2 separate regions of the Rattus norvegicus genome follow, and region 2 is linked to region 1. A link is a contact called in public Hi-C data. All regions are on one chromosome and are shown on one strand. The core of a region is the stretch at or near the end of the contact, and the rest is flanking DNA. Distances in the headings are between cores, read along the strand shown.

What was found. A called contact is a pair of places that touch in the nucleus more often than the background predicts.
Region 2: a contact with region 1 is called in a Hi-C map of hepatocytes, with 2.4 times the contacts expected there. The contact joins the promoter of Triap1 here to the promoter of Sirt4 in region 1. A contact is called at or near these places in 1 of 12 Hi-C or Micro-C datasets (hepatocytes) and 1 of 1 datasets of contacts at active chromatin or transcription factors (oligodendrocytes).

The regions. Positions count from the first base shown.
Region 1 is chr12:46,790,120-46,793,253 of GRCr8, reverse strand. It overlaps Sirt4 (sirtuin 4), which reads right to left and starts at 1,324. Exons shown (of 5, transcript NM_001107147.2): 1 at 1,287-1,324.
Region 2 is chr12:46,929,338-46,932,176 of GRCr8, reverse strand. Triap1 (TP53 regulated inhibitor of apoptosis 1) reads left to right here and starts at 1,411. Exons shown (of 2, transcript NM_001126099.1): 1 at 1,411-1,591. The coding sequence starts at 1,445. Gatc (glutamyl-tRNA amidotransferase subunit C) reads right to left here and starts at 1,357. Exons shown (of 3, transcript NM_001108339.1): 1 at 1,041-1,357. The coding sequence starts at 1,348.

The sequences.
Region 1 (3,134 bases), core at 75-2,574:
TGGGTAAAATGCCCAAACACGTAAAATAAAATTTAATTTTAAAAAATTACATACTTAAAACAATTTTTGGGGTTAGGGATTTAGCTCAGTGGTAGAGCACTTACCTAGGAAGCGCAAGGCCCTGGGTTCGGTCCCCAGCTCCGAAAAAAAAAAAAAGAAAAACAAAACAAAAAAAAAAACAAAAACAAAAAAAAACAAGGGGGCTGGAGAGATGGCTCAGCGGTTAAGAGTACCCGACTGCTCTTCCAGAGGTCCTGAGTTCAATTCCCAGCAACCACATGGTGGATCACAGCCATCTGTAAAGAGATCTGATGCCCTCTTCTGGTGTATCTGGAGACAGCTACAGTGTACTTATATATAATAAGAATAAATCTTAAAAAACAAAACAAAACAATTTTTAAGTTTATTTTTGTGTATATGAATGCTCTACCCACATGTACACCTGCACCCCAGAAGAGGGCATTGGAACTCATCGTAGATGGTTGTGAGCCACCGTGTGGTTGTTGAGAGTTGAACTCAGGACATTTGGAAGAGCAGCGGGTGTTCTTAACCGCTGAGTCATCTCAGCAAACTTTTTTTTTTTCCTTTTCTTTTCTTTTTTTTCGGAGCTGGGGACCGAACCCAGGGCCTTGCGCTTGCTAGGCAAGCGCTCTACCACTGAGCTAAATCCCCAACCCCCTCAGCAAACTTTTAATAGGCCATTGTTCTTCACCTGTTACTAATGTAAACTTATGTCATAGTAATATTTATATTTTTGTTAATATTATTCCTCGAGGCACTATTTGTTCTATAACTCTTCTTGGTTTAAATCGGGTGGATTTTTTTTTCCCTCCATGAGATATTTGATATTTGAATTTGATATTCCAGGTTTGTTTGTTGATTTTTTTTTTTTTTCTACAAGGTGCTGGGTACCAAAACCAGGACCTCTGGGACGCTAGGTAATCACTGTTTACCCTGCATTGTAAATTCTGCTATTTGGATACAGAAAAAGACAAGGCACACACACTTTCCTGGTTTTCTAGTCGTAAAGACAAACCTTTGACCAGTCTTTGATATAATGCAGGAGTTATATAGTGACAGGCACACATTTTAGGCTTGGCTTCCTTTTCTACCCATGAGCTCAGGACTCTGCTTTCTCCATGACATTCTCCAGCTACATGTGAACGGCTAAACCGTCGGGTTTTGCTGGGACAAATCCTCCGTGTCCCCTCGAGAAAAAAGAGGACAAATAGAATCCCTTGTAAGAATGCTCAGCGGGAAACCTACAGCCGGATCTGAACACTTACCTTCTCACCCAACAGTGGGACTAGCTTCTTACATGTGCATCTTGGGAAGTGTAGTCCACGAACCCGATATAACGGAAAAAACTACAAGTCCCAGAACCCTACGTGTCTCCCACGCCAAGGTTCTACGCCGCTCCACCACGGTCTTCCGATTGTCTTTCCTGTTCAGCTCAGTTTAGGTTTCCGGTGTGCTGCTGACACCTGAGGCAGTTATTGCCTTTTGAGGTTTTTGTGTGTTCGTTCGTTCGTTCGTTCGTTCGTTCGTTCGTTCGTTCGTTCGTTCGTTCGTTCGTTCGTTCGTTCGTTCGTTCGTTCGTTCGTTCGTTCGTTCGTTCGTTCGTTCGTTCGTTCGTTCGTTCGTTTTTTCTGGGTTGTGTTGCTTGCTGGAGAGAAGGTCTCACGTAGCCTAGTCCGACTCCAAATTCCTGATCCTCCTGGCTCCACCTCACATACCCTGGGATTAGAGGCTTCTCTGCCACCATGGCCCGCAAAGAAGTGGTTAATATTCCCCATGCCCGGCGTGCAAAATAGGATCCAAACAGCCCTAATTTAGGAATTCGCTGTCTTCAAGAAACTTTCACTGGTAGCAGGGGACAACAATCTCTGCTACTCAGTAGGCTGAAGCGGAAGAATCACGAGTTCAAGACCAGACTGGGTGATTTAGTGAGACCTCGGTCTCTAAATAATACTGTAATAGGGCTGGGGCTATATAGCTCAGTGGTAGCACGTTAGCCTAGCCCAGGGTAGGCCTGAGTTCATACTAGTGGGCATTTCTCCACCATAGACGCTTTTTAAAATAGATTTAAAAAAAAAATTTTTTTTAATGTTTTTGCCAACAAGCATACAGGAGCTCCAGAAGGCCAGAAGAGGGCGTCAGCTCCCCTGGAACTTGAGTGGCAGCCGGTTGTGAACTGCCATGTGGGACGGAATCTGAGTCCTCTGCAAACAATGCACTTAACCAGTGAGCCAGCTCCCGACCCGCTCCCCAAAAGACCCTTTCTGTTTTTGTTTTTTTGAGACAGGGTTTCGCTGTGTAGTCTGACCCCTTTAATAATAAATAATTGGTCCTCCCCCTCCCCCCACTTCTGTTTTTGTTTTAATTTTTTGAGACAGGTTCTCACTACGTAGCCTTGGCTGGCCTGGAACTCATGGAGATTCTCCCACCTCCGCCTCCCTAGAACATGGGCTAACAGTGTGTGCCACCACGTCGGCAGATTGGACTTGATTTCCTCTTAAGTACCTATGTTCCCTTCCACTGCACAGTGCTTAAATTTCCTACCATAGGTTAAATATTGACAGGGGCCCTTGCCACCAGCTTGACAGCACAACTCTGATCCCTGGGACTCACACAAGTGTGGGAGGAGAGCACCAGCTCGTATTTGGCCCACATGCACACACACTATTTTGATTCTAAAAAACAATAGATCATGGGTGCTAGAGAGATGGCCCCGAGGTTCAGAACTGCAGCCCAAGCAAGAGGACATAGGTCTGGATTCCACCTCTCACATAAATTGCCCTCCCAGCACAAAGGAGGACAGGGAGCAATCAGATGGCTGGGGCTGGCTTACTCTCAGCCTGGTGAAAGGACTGGAGCTCCATGTTTATCGAGATTCTGTCAGATCCTGTCTCAGAAGGAATACAGTAGGGGGTATGTGGGGATCCCCAACACTCCCCTGGGCCTCCAATCTCTGGGCAGATTGTTGTCTTGCTTTGGTTATCATCATCATCATCATCATCATCATCATCATCATCATCATCATCATCATCATCATCATTATTTGTTTTTTGTTGTTATGGTTGTTTGTTCTGACAGTGCTATACCATAGCCCAGGCTGGCTTCCGGCTTGCATC
Region 2 (2,839 bases), core at 162-2,661, 140 kb before region 1:
CGCAAGGCCCTGGGTTAGGTCCCCAGCTCCGAAAAAAAGAACCAAAAAAAAAAAAAAGAAAGGAGAATTAGTAGGAGAAAAGTAGGTGGGATAAGGAGCTGGTAAAAGCAAGGACTGAAAATTGTGGGGAAAAAAGTAACGGAGGGAGAACTCTGGAAGCTGAAAGCATGACAGTGCTGGCTTGGAGAGATGGGCAGAGACTGACAACCAAGAGCCTGCAGGCCTCAAGCAAACTTTTTTTGGCTTCAGGAGCAGTGCCACATCTTCTGAAGATCTTGGATGGGGAAATGACATCAGGTCAACCGCTGCGAAGTACTGGGTAATGAGGTGCGGGGTAATGTTAGGCAAATAGTGATAACTTCTCTGCATCTGAGCATCAGATCAAAGACCGGAAGGAATCAGACTGGAAGGTGAGAAGAACAGGTGACTAACACGATTTAAACTTCGCAAAGCATTTCACCGATTTCCTGAAACTGATGCTACGTGGGTAATACAGGCTTATAATTAGCACTGATGAAACAGCCAGATTCTATCTCCAAAAACAGGTGAAGCATAACTTGTTATTTGGATGTCCCATATTAGCATAAAACTGATTTGAAGATACATACGTACATACATATATGTATATGTATGTATGTATGTATATATATATAAATATATATATGTATATATGTGTAAATATATATATATATTTCTTCAGCTATTTAATCTGATGCTCAGGTAGGCAAGTGAAAACACCTTAGAGGGAATGAACGTGGTTAGTAAGCCGGTACAGGCTGGAGGCGGGTCCTGAAGGAACAGTACACCCGAGAGGGTGGTAGGGGCTCTATGAAGTAGGGGATTTTCGGACTTTGTTCCTATTTACATCGAGACTGGGAAGACTAGAGGATTCTAAACGGGAGTGACAGGATCTATAATGAACTAGGGGAAGAGTGAAGCCATCCTCGCGGTGACCTGACAAATTTCCAATTATGCAAAGAATCTGAAACAGCCTCCAAGGTGCCCGAGTCAAGACGCCGAGGCCGCAGCCGGGAGCTTACCTGTCCTCCAGAACCGACTCCAGGGGCTCCACCCCGTCGGTGTCCACGGCGTGCAGCTGGTCGGCAAAGGCCACGGCTTTCTCTAGCCGGTCCACCGCCTCGCGGCTGCTGAAGTTCACCAGTGCCAGCCGCTCCAGATGCTCGACTACCGCGGCGGACACGCGATCGGTGCCCTCCGGGACTAGGCGTGGAGCCTGGGTCTTCGGGTCCGCCGCCTGGACCTTTCCGCGTGGACCCACTTTGGAAGCAAAACTTCGGCCCCGGTCCAGAGGAGCCCGAAATTGCACCCTCGCCGCCTGTGCCCACATCTTTGCTTCTCGGCCTCCGTAGCGACAAACGGTGGGGCGACGTGCGCGCGCGTGACGACATTAGAGTGCGTCGCCGTCACTGCAGCTGCGGTCGCCATGAACAGCGTCGGGGAGGCTTGCACTGACATGAAGCGCGAGTACGACCAATGCTTTAACCGCTGGTTTGCTGAGAAGTTTCTCAAAGGAGACGGCTCGGGGGACCCGTGCACCGACCTCTTCAAACGCTACCAACAGTGTGTCCAGGTGAGCTTCGCCCGGACCAGCCGCAGGGCTGCAGCAGCCCTCTTCTCCGCCATCCCACCGAAATTGCTTGGGTGTCGCCGCTTGATACACTGGGATGTTTTCGCGGTGCTTTGCTTTTTACATAGTACATTAGTATTTTGTTGTTGTTGCTCATTTGTTTGGTACTTATTCCAACCTTGCAAGTAGTCATAATTATTCGTATCTTTAAAAATTGCCGTGGCCGGGGCGGTGATCGCGCACACCTTTAATATCCTAGCACACAGGAGGCAGAGGCAGGCGGGTCTCTTGAGTAAGAGGCCACCCTGGTTTACAGAGTTGAGTTCCACGACAGCCAGGACTACACGGAAAAACTCCGTCTCTGGGCGGAAAAAAATGTATGTGTTCCCGTCCGGGATATGTGTTCCCGTCCGGGATAATGTCGGAGACAACTAACGGAGTCAGTTTTCTCCTTTCACATTTATGTGGGTTCTGGGGATAAAGTTCAGGACACCAGGCTTGGTGACAAGACGTTCTGTTATCTATACTTTACACATGGAAAAACTCGTACTCAGAAATAGGAAGTGATTGTTCAAAGGCACTGGAGTCTGGTGACCTCGATTATTTTGGTGGTGTCATTTCACTGTTAAGAGTGGATGTGTTTACCGTATGTTTTAGACTGCTAAGGAATTGCAGAGGTCCCGTTTTGTTACGATCTCTTCGTTGCTCTGTTTTTCCTCCACCTGTTGTACCAATAAGGTTTGATTTCAGGCCAGCACTTTTTTTTTTTAAAGATTTATTTATTTTTATTTATATGAGTACATTGAAGCTGTTTTCAGACACACCAGAAGAGGACATCGGATCCTATTAGAGATGGTTGTGAGCCACCATGTGGTTGCTGGGAATTGAACTCAGGACCTCTGGAAGAGCAGTCAGTGCTCTTAACCACTGAGCCATCCCTCCAGCCCTCAAATCAGCACTTCTAACCTAAAACCATCCCCTGGATTCCAGAAGCTACCTTTAGCCAGTTCTCAGACAGTGAAGGTGACTCAAGGTCACATAGCCGCTTAAACTGAGATTCATATTAAACACTGTCACTAAGATAGAGATAGGTACCTGAACTGACCTTCCCAAGAGCAGGCGTGCATACCACACAGGACTTACATGACAGTCTGCACGTCGGTGCTGCTTGGTAAACCAGTGCTAGAGGTACTCACTTTTAATCCCATGACTCAGAGGCAGGCAGATGTGAGTTCTAGACTACCCGGGGCT